Linked DNA regions of Macaca mulatta: region 2 is linked to region 1. Evidence: chromatin contacts called from public Hi-C data. All regions are on one chromosome and are shown on one strand. The core of a region is the stretch at or near the end of the contact, and the rest is flanking DNA. Distances in the headings are between cores, read along the strand shown. Region 1 holds the start of FBXO10 (F-box protein 10). Region 2 holds the start of POLR1E (RNA polymerase I subunit E).

What was found. A called contact is a pair of places that touch in the nucleus more often than the background predicts.
Region 2: a Hi-C map of liver shows a contact between it and region 1, with 2.9 times the contacts expected there. The contact joins the promoter of POLR1E here to the promoter of FBXO10 in region 1. A contact is called at or near these places in 3 of 14 Hi-C or Micro-C datasets (cortical neurons, fibroblasts and liver).

The regions. Positions count from the first base shown.
Region 1 is chr15:62,030,827-62,035,168 of T2T-MMU8v2.0, reverse strand. FBXO10 (F-box protein 10) reads right to left here and starts at 1,975. Exons shown (of 12, transcript XM_077965682.1): 1 at 1,875-1,975; 2 at 1,243-1,377.
Region 2 is chr15:62,123,939-62,128,280 of T2T-MMU8v2.0, reverse strand. It overlaps POLR1E (RNA polymerase I subunit E), which reads left to right and starts at 2,612. Exons shown (of 12, transcript XM_015117423.3): 1 at 2,612-2,787; 2 at 3,358-3,461. The coding sequence starts at 2,712.

The DNA.
Region 1 (4,342 bases), core at 726-3,225:
ATAGTGTAACTGCACTGCAACTGAAACAAACCAGAGAACGGAAACTCATGGTGAACTGGTGACTGCTTGACCATTTATTGCTTAACAGCTACTTGTGCGATCACAAAAATACAATTCCCCTGATAACCACGGCAACCAAAATGAAGGCACTACGGTGAAGTCGGCTCTTTTCAGAAATCTAAAAACAATAAGAGGCCTGAAACCAGAAATACAAAGAAATCCAAGTGCTCCAGGGCAGAAGGAAATCCTTTCTTAAAAGCCCTGACAGAGCAGCTTTTTCTCCAGTCTCTCAAATCTCACCAGGCTCCAACAAGGGCTCTGGAACTGGTGTGAGGGATCCTGAAATAATTCAGGTCTCTGTGTGCTCCTATCCCTGGAGGCCAGCTGCTATGAGGTAAGCTCACTGCGAGCTGCAGCTTATTGTTATTTTAAAATGTAATGAGAACGGGCAGGGAGATGGATATATATATATAAAAAACATTATATAACCTCAAACTAACACAGCTAGCTCTAGAAAAAGCCCCGTGAGGACAGGGACCATGTGTGTCTTGTTCACTGCTCTATGTCCAGATCCTAGTAGGTGTACAAGACACAGTAGGGGTTCCATATAGCTGCTGAATAAACGCAGAATGAGATTAGAACTGAGGGAAAGCACAGCGCCTGGTAAAAGGTCCGTCCTCTCCACTACCCATTGCCAACACTCTGTTGGGTCCTGAGCAAAATCAAAGTCCTGTCGTCCTTCTGGGTCCAGTCTCTCCATTTGCAAAGGAGACAGCTGGATTAGATGGTTTCCCAGGCATCCTCCAGCTCTGACAGTCAATCACTGTACTCTGGTTTTTTTTGGTGGCAACACATGCCTGGCACTTTTCTCTCCCCTCAGAGGGAATCTGATACCCATCTGCTCAAGTAAATTGACGTTCCCATCCAGCCTGACTCATATAGTAGGAACAACAGGTTCATATGCCAATTGTAAAAGAGAAGGCAAAGGGGGCCCAGAATGAGAAAAAGGGAAGAGGTCTTAAAACCAAAACGGCAGTTTTCAGGACTAAAAATATAGAAACAAAAGTGATTATTCTGCCTAAAACAAAACAAAACAAAAACCAAAAAAACCCTTACGTGGGGCAATCTCTAGCTTACTAATAATGCTTATATTAACAGCATTATCTACTGAGGCTTTTGTGCTAGACACTGTGTGCTAAACCCTTTACAATTAATCCTCCCAGCAACCTATGAGCTTATTACCTCCTTTTAACAGATGAGGAATCAATCTGGCTCAAGGTCACAAAGCCAATAAGTGGCAGAACTGGGATCTGAACCCACAGCTGACTCGAGTTCTGGCTCCTCAAATGACTTTCCCCTCTGTTCTTCACTGCAGTCCTAAGAGCGAGGCAGGACAGGCGTTATCACTTTTGTTTAAAAATGAAGAAACCGTCTCTGAGAGGCTTGCGATTTGCATAAAACACACAGTGGATGCCCAGACCCATATTTGCCCCTGCGTTCCTAGGTGAAGGGTCTTCCCCATCCCAAGAGTCAGTTTCTTCTTCGACTTCACTTACACACTCGAAAAATCTCAGGGCTGGAGGCACCGCTGAGATACATCCTCGGCGTCCGGTAGTTTTACGGGAGGGGAAACCAAGGCACAGCTCTCCGTCTGGGTGCCTGAGCCTCCGGGTGCCGGGAGAGCGCGGAGCCGCGGGCGGCCTGAGGGCACCCCTCACGTTTCTGCCAGACCCCTGATGCCCGAAGCCCGACCAGACGCTCAGTCTCGGCCAGGACCGAACGGCGTTTCCTGGGTCGGTCGCCTGGGGAAGCGCCCCGGGTCCCCTCCCCCGACGCCCAAGTTCGCCCGCAGCCTCTGCGCACCGGCCGCTTACCTCGCAGGGCGCTCGCCCACCACGGAGTCCGGGCCGCGGCCGCCCGTGCCCTGGAAGCCACCCGCCACCCGCCCCGGAGCCGCAGCAGCCGGTAGGACTGCGGCGTGCGGCCAGCCCCGCCCGGGGGCGGACAGCTGCCTGGGGATCGTGTGGGGCCGCGGCCGTCACGTGACGCGCAAGGCGGCGAAGGATGCCGGGAGCAGCTGGCTAGCCGGGGCTGGGCTTCCCGACCACCGCGCAGAAAAGCTGTATCTGCCGGAGGGGCACCGGGAGGTGGGAGGAATGGAGACCAGGAGGGGGCGCGTGGGTCTTCGGGTACTGCAAAGGCGAGCTTGCGGAAGGACGATTCAGGCTCGTGTTGCGTGGCCCCAGAAGGGGCAGAAATAGAACCAGTGGGTGGAAACTGCAGGGAGACATGCTAAGGCCAATACGGTGTAAATAAGATTCCTGCGAGCACCAGTTATCTAACAGTATAAGGAGCAGTTTCCAGGGGTGCTAGGCTCCCTGTAGGTGAGCATGTAGGGGCTGGGTTCATTCATTGAACAACCTGACCATTGGCTACGTCCAGACAATATACTAGGAGTACATATTAAATTAGTTGTATGTATGGCGCTTAGCATAATGCCTGCCACAAAGTAAATGCTGTATGTTTGTTGCTGCTGGTGCCGTTACTATTACGAGCACAAAACTGAACAAAGCAGGTATGGTTCCTATTCTCCTTAAGTTAATTCTGTAGTGGAGAAAGTAGACAGTAATCAAGCGTCATTTAAACCAATATGTCTTTAAAATTGTAGAAAATGTACGGAAGGAACTGTAATTTATAAATAGGGGCCAGGTGTGGTGGTTCATGCCTGTAATCCCAGCGCTTTTGGAGGCCAAGGCTGGAGGAAAGATCGCTCGAGCCCAGGAGTTCGAGGTTAACAGTGAGCCATGATCATGCCACTGCACTCCAGCCTGGGTGACAGGGTGAGCCTCTTGTTTCAAAAATAAAACTAAATAAATTAGGGACCAAGGAAGGGTAGTCAAGGAAGACCTCTCAGAGTAAGATAAAGAGCCAAATGGAAGCGGGGCAGGGTAAGCCCTGTGAAAGCTCTTGGGCCAAGTGGATTGGGCTGAAGGAGAAAAGATTGCTCTTTGTGGAAATGGAAAACGTCTAGCTTCTCTGAAGCTTTTTAACGGGGAGAAGTGAGATCAGAAAGGTAGGCAGGGGCCAGATCATGCAGCACTTAGTAGGCCATGATAAGGATTTTAAAATTGTATGTAACAGGAAGCCACTGAAGGGGTGGAGGATTTGATACCTTTTAAAACAGTATGTCAGCTACTATGTGAAGACAGGAGTTAAGAGTGGAAGCAGAGATTGGTAGCTTAACCTACTTACTGGGCCCATGGAGGTGATATTTATTGAAATGGGAACTATTGTAAGGGGAACATATTTGGAAGTGGGGGCAGATCAAGAACTCCCATTTGAACTTGTTAAATTTGACACTGTCAGTTAGAATGGCTATTAACAAAAAGACAAAAAAAATAACAAATGCTGGTGAGGACATGGAGAAAAGGGAACTCTCATACACTGAATTATACAGCCATTATAGAAAAATGTATGGAGGTTTCTCAAAAAACTAAAACTAGAACTGTCATATGATCCAGCAGTCCCACTGCTGGATATTTATCCAGAATGTAAATCAGCATATCAAAGGTATGCCTGGATCCCCGTGTTTATTGTAGCACTATTCACAATAGCCAAGATATGGAAGCAACCTAAGTATTCATCAACAGATGAATGGATAAAAAGAATGTGGCATATATACACAACAGAATACTATTCAGCCTGTCATTTGCAGCAACACAGATGGAACTAGACGTCATTATGTAAAGTGAAATAAGCCATGCATAGAAAGACAAATATTGAATGTTGTCACTCATACGTGGGAGCTAAAAAGTTGATCTCATGGAGTTGGCAAGTAGAATGACAGTTACCAGAGAGGCTGGGAGGGGAAGGGGATAGAGAGAGGTTGGTTAATGGGTACAGAAGTGGAAAGAAGGAATAAATTTTAGCATTCGATAGCACAGTAGAGTGACTGTGACTATAGTTAACAATAATTTATTGTATATTTCAAAATAGCTAAAAGATTTAAATGTTTCCAATACAAATAAATGATACATTTTTGAGATGGATATCCTAAATACCCTGATTTGATCATTACACATTGTATGCATGAGTCAAATATCACATGCACCCCATAAATATATATAATTATCAATTAAAAATAATTTTGAGATGCCTGTGTGTCATCCAAGTGGAGTGATTTAAAAAGCAGCTCACGGCCGGACATGGTGGCTCACACCTGTAATCCAAGCACTTTGGGAGGTTGAGGCGGATGAATCATGACATCAGGAGTTTGCGACCAGCCTGACCAACATGGTCAAACCCTGTCTCTACTAAAAACACAAAAATTAGCTGGGTGTGG
Region 2 (4,342 bases), core at 1,363-3,862, 92 kb before region 1:
AGGACAAGGTTGGGGGTAGGGTCACAGATTAACAGCATCTCAAATACAGAACAAAATGGAGTCTCTTACGTCTACTTCTTTCTATATAGACACAGTAACAGGCTGATCTCTTTCTTTTCCCCACATTTATTTGACTGGCAAAGATGTGCCTTAAAAGGAAATCAGTCTGGTACAACTGTGCTTCCTAAACTTCAAGTGCGCATGAATCACCTGCAGATCCTCATTCAGAAAATTTGATAGGGTTGGAGATCCTACATTTCTAACAAGTTCCCAGGTGATGTCAAGGCTGCTGTTTCCATGGACCACACTTTGAGTAACAAGGCCATACAATGTGTTCCTATATCACAAGGGACCAAGATACTTCTCTTAAGAATTACACTTGGCTCATCATAGCCACTGTTATCTTGGTCACCTTTAACTTTGATTTAACTGTTCACATTTTAATTCAACCAAAAAACATTTATAGAGTCTGTTATGTGTAAACCCTATGCTAGTTGATTTCAACCAACATTACCAAACATGTTTGAGTTCCAGTCCCTGTGCTAGGCTTCCAAGATTAGTGATAATTCAGGCCCATTCTTTGCCGTGTCATTCATTAATTCATTCCATATTTATTGAGGGTCTACTATGTTCGGGAGTTGGAGATAAAGCAGTGATCAAAACAAACATAAATTTGTTTATTAACCCCCAAAGTGTTTATTGTTAACCCCAAATAAGTTTAGTGAGAAAAATGATCAATGGGGGAGACAATCACACAATTAAGCTCTTCATCCTTATTTCTTCTTTCTTCTTCTTCCCTTTTCCTTCCCTGAACAATTCAATCCAAAATCATGAAGTGGGGCCAAGCAAGGTAGCCTTCCAAGGGAGGAAGGGCTCTGAGAGCTAAATGCAACACATGATTCTTGACAGGACATTTTTGCTATAAAAACATGATTGGGCCAGCTGCAATGGCTCACACCTGTAATCCCAGAACTTTGGGAGGCCAAGGTGGGAGGATCACTTGAGCCCAGGAGTCTGAGACCAGCCCTGGCAACATAGTGAGACCTAGTCTCTACAAAAAAATTTTTTTAATTAAGAAAAAAAAAAAAAGCTGGCTGTGGTGGCATACACCTGTATGTTAGCTCGGAGGTTGTGGTGAGAGGATCACTTGCGCCCGGAAGGTCAAGGCTGCAGTGAGCCCTGTTTGCAACACTGCACTCCAGCCTGGGTGACAGACTGAGACCCTATCTCAAAAAACAAACAAACAACAAACGCTGGGACAATGGTAAACTTAAATGGGATGTGAGGATTACATGGTAGTAATGTACCAGTGTTAATTTCCTGATTCTTTTCTGTTTAAATTTTTTTTTTTTTTTTTTTGGTCGCCCAGGCTACAGTGCAATGGCACCATCACAGCTCACTGCAGCCTTTGCCTCCTAAGCTCAAGCAATCCTCCCACCTCAGCCTCCTGAGTAGCTGGGACGACAGGCGTGTGCCACCACACGTGACTAATGATTATTTTTTTGTAGAGACAGGGTCTTGTTATGTTGCCCAGCCTGGTCTCAAATTCCTAGAATCAAGGGATAGAACTGCCTCTGCCTCTGCGCCTGGCAATTTGCTGATGGCTGTGTTGTTATTTAGGGAACGTCCTTGTCTGTAGGAAATACTATAGTCTTCAGGGGTGAAAGGGTATCAGGTTGACAGCTTACTCTAAATGGTTCAGGGCAAAAAAAGTTCTTGCAGTGTTTCTTTAAGTTTGAGACTGGGTAATTAGAAAAGAGTGACAAGTTGCAGGCTTTAAGATTATTCCTAGGATTCTGGGTGTTGGAGGTGGGTGTGAGGATGTGTGGAAGGAAAAGAGTTCTGAAAGAAGGTGATTTGGAAGACAGAGGGGAGTCAGCCTGAGTTCTTGCCCTTCAATAGCACGCATCTTTGGGCAAAGGGGGCCTCGGCCAGGGTCCATGCTTAAAGGTCCTGCTTTTGTCTTTTTTCTGCTCTGAAAACTCCCCGTGCAGAAGAATGGTTGAATCCGCAGTGAAAAAGGGACATGTCTATCAGCTCGGACTCCCTCTTCTATTTCAGTCCAGAATCTCCTGCCCAAAGGCTCTGGGGTTGGTTGGGCTTCTGTTCCATCACCTCAGGGTTGATCGGGCCACATGTGTGCACGCCACAGCGCATTGCGGGGCGCTGTTTGTCGGACTGTGGACAAAGCTTGTACCTAGAACTGGATGTCCACGTGGGTGGGTGGGAGGTCCTAGAGAGGGGCGGCTTTTTGCCAGCGGCCACATTTAGTTGGGGCTCAAGGAGTTCCTGTTAGAGAATTCTAAATTTGAACTTGGTCTTTCAGGTCTTGGGAAGACGTGTTTGTCACGGTAGGAGAGAGACGACACTCTCTCTAGACTGTGCTGAGCCGGAAGAAGGCTCACAGCAAGCTTAGGCTGAAGCCGTAGGACGCCTCAAGCTCTGGACCTACAACACCCAGAGTGCAAGCGAGCGCTGAGCTAATCACGTGCTGCGCCTCGGCCAGTCGCGCGAATATGTGGCACCTTGTGGGCGGAGACCGCGCCTCTCCGCGCGGGGGGCGGGGACACGCGGCTCGCGCACTGTGGGCGGTGCCCGGCTGGGGCCACGCCTTTTCCGGCCTGCCGCGCGGCCTAGGCTCCCGCGTGTTTAAAAGAGGGTTTGTGGCTACTGCTGTCTTAACTGCTGTACTTGGCGGACAGACAGGCGAGATGGCGGCGGAGGTGTTGCCGAGTGCGAGGTGGCAGTATTGTGGGGCGCCCGACGGGAGCCAGAGAGCTGTACTGGGTAAAGACTGCAGAGCTGGAGCAGTGCTCCTCTAACCCTCCCCCCTTCCGTCTCGGTATCTCAGCTGTCCCCTCGCACTCCGTTAGGCTTCTCCCCAGCGGGGCCAGGACGCCTGTAGTCTCCACCACTCTCCTGGGCTCGGTCGGGGCTGCCCTGTCCGTCTTTCTGTCACTACCGCCCAGCCGGATTGGGACATCCCACTCACCCGCTCCCCAGGGCTGTGTCCAGGACCCTGCTGTCCCCTCACCCACCAGGTCTCCCACCTCCCCCGTTTCCCTCTCTTCACTGGGCAGGGGTTCCTTCTGTCACTTTAGGTGTGGACCAGGCGTCTGCTGTCAGCCTCCTTCCGCGAGACATTCCCCCCTGTCACAGCCCCTCCCCAGGGTTCTCCCACCTCCCTAACCCCTCTTCTCAGCTGGCCCCGGATCTCCTCTAGTTCCCTTTGGGTCAGGACCCGAGCTTCCTTGCCATCCCCATTCTGACACTCACTCCCTCCCAGTGACAGTCTAGTCCCACCGTACATTGTGTGGCCTTCTGCTCTCACCTGATTCTTGGGCTGCACTCTTACAGTCCAGTTCTCCAACGGGAAGCTACAGAGTCCGGGCAACATGCGCTTTACCTTGTATGAGAACAAAGATTCCACCAACCCCAGGAAGAGGAATCAACGGATCCTGGTAAGTGAAGCAGTTGCCAGCTGTCTCCACTCTGCAGGGCTCAGAAGGCGCCTGGGAGTGGGTGGTGTGGGAGGGAGTGAGGGGAGAAACAGGAGAGTAGTAGCAAATGGACCTTTGAAGAACTCTGATGCCCAGCAACTTGGGATGTGGGGACAGGCTCCATCTTTCATTCATTTATTCTTTCAACAAGCATTTATGGAACCTCCTCTGTATCCCTGTGCTGCAAGCTTCTAGGAAAACAGCCAAATCAGGCCTAGCCCCACTCGGAGTTCATACTCTAGAACAGGGTTTCTTAACCTCAGGACTATTGACTTTTGGGGCCAATAATTCTTTGCTGTGGGGGCAGCATCCCTAGTCTCTACTCACTGGATGCCAGTAGCACCAGAGTGGATTTCCCTGGATTGAGAACCTCTGCTCTAGAGAGATGAGAACTGGCTGTGAGGGACACTTTTACACAAAGCTCTGAGGCCACGTGCGGAAGATTACAGGGCAGAGTGAGCTCAGTGGGAGGAGAGGTCTCTGCCAGAATGCCTTCCTTAGGGAGGTCATGTTGGAGCTGAGCCTTGAAGGCTGGAACGAGGGTTTGGCAGTCAAGGTTTGGTGTTCTAAGTGAAAAGGATAGCGAGGACAAATGCAGAGAAGCAGGAAAGCTTGCTTATGATTGGGGAGTCAATCAGCCATGGTCCTGAGAGTATACAAAGAACAGTCATGGGAGAGATGGGCCAAAGAGAGATTGCTTACAGAATCACTTTGTTGCATGCCTATAAGTGCTAGAAGCCCAGGGCCTCTCTCTCAAGTCTTGTGATAGAATTCCCCCAAGAGCTTTTCATACCATTTAGAAGCTAGCACCATCTGAGGCTTCTCTTCCAAAAGCTGTCTTG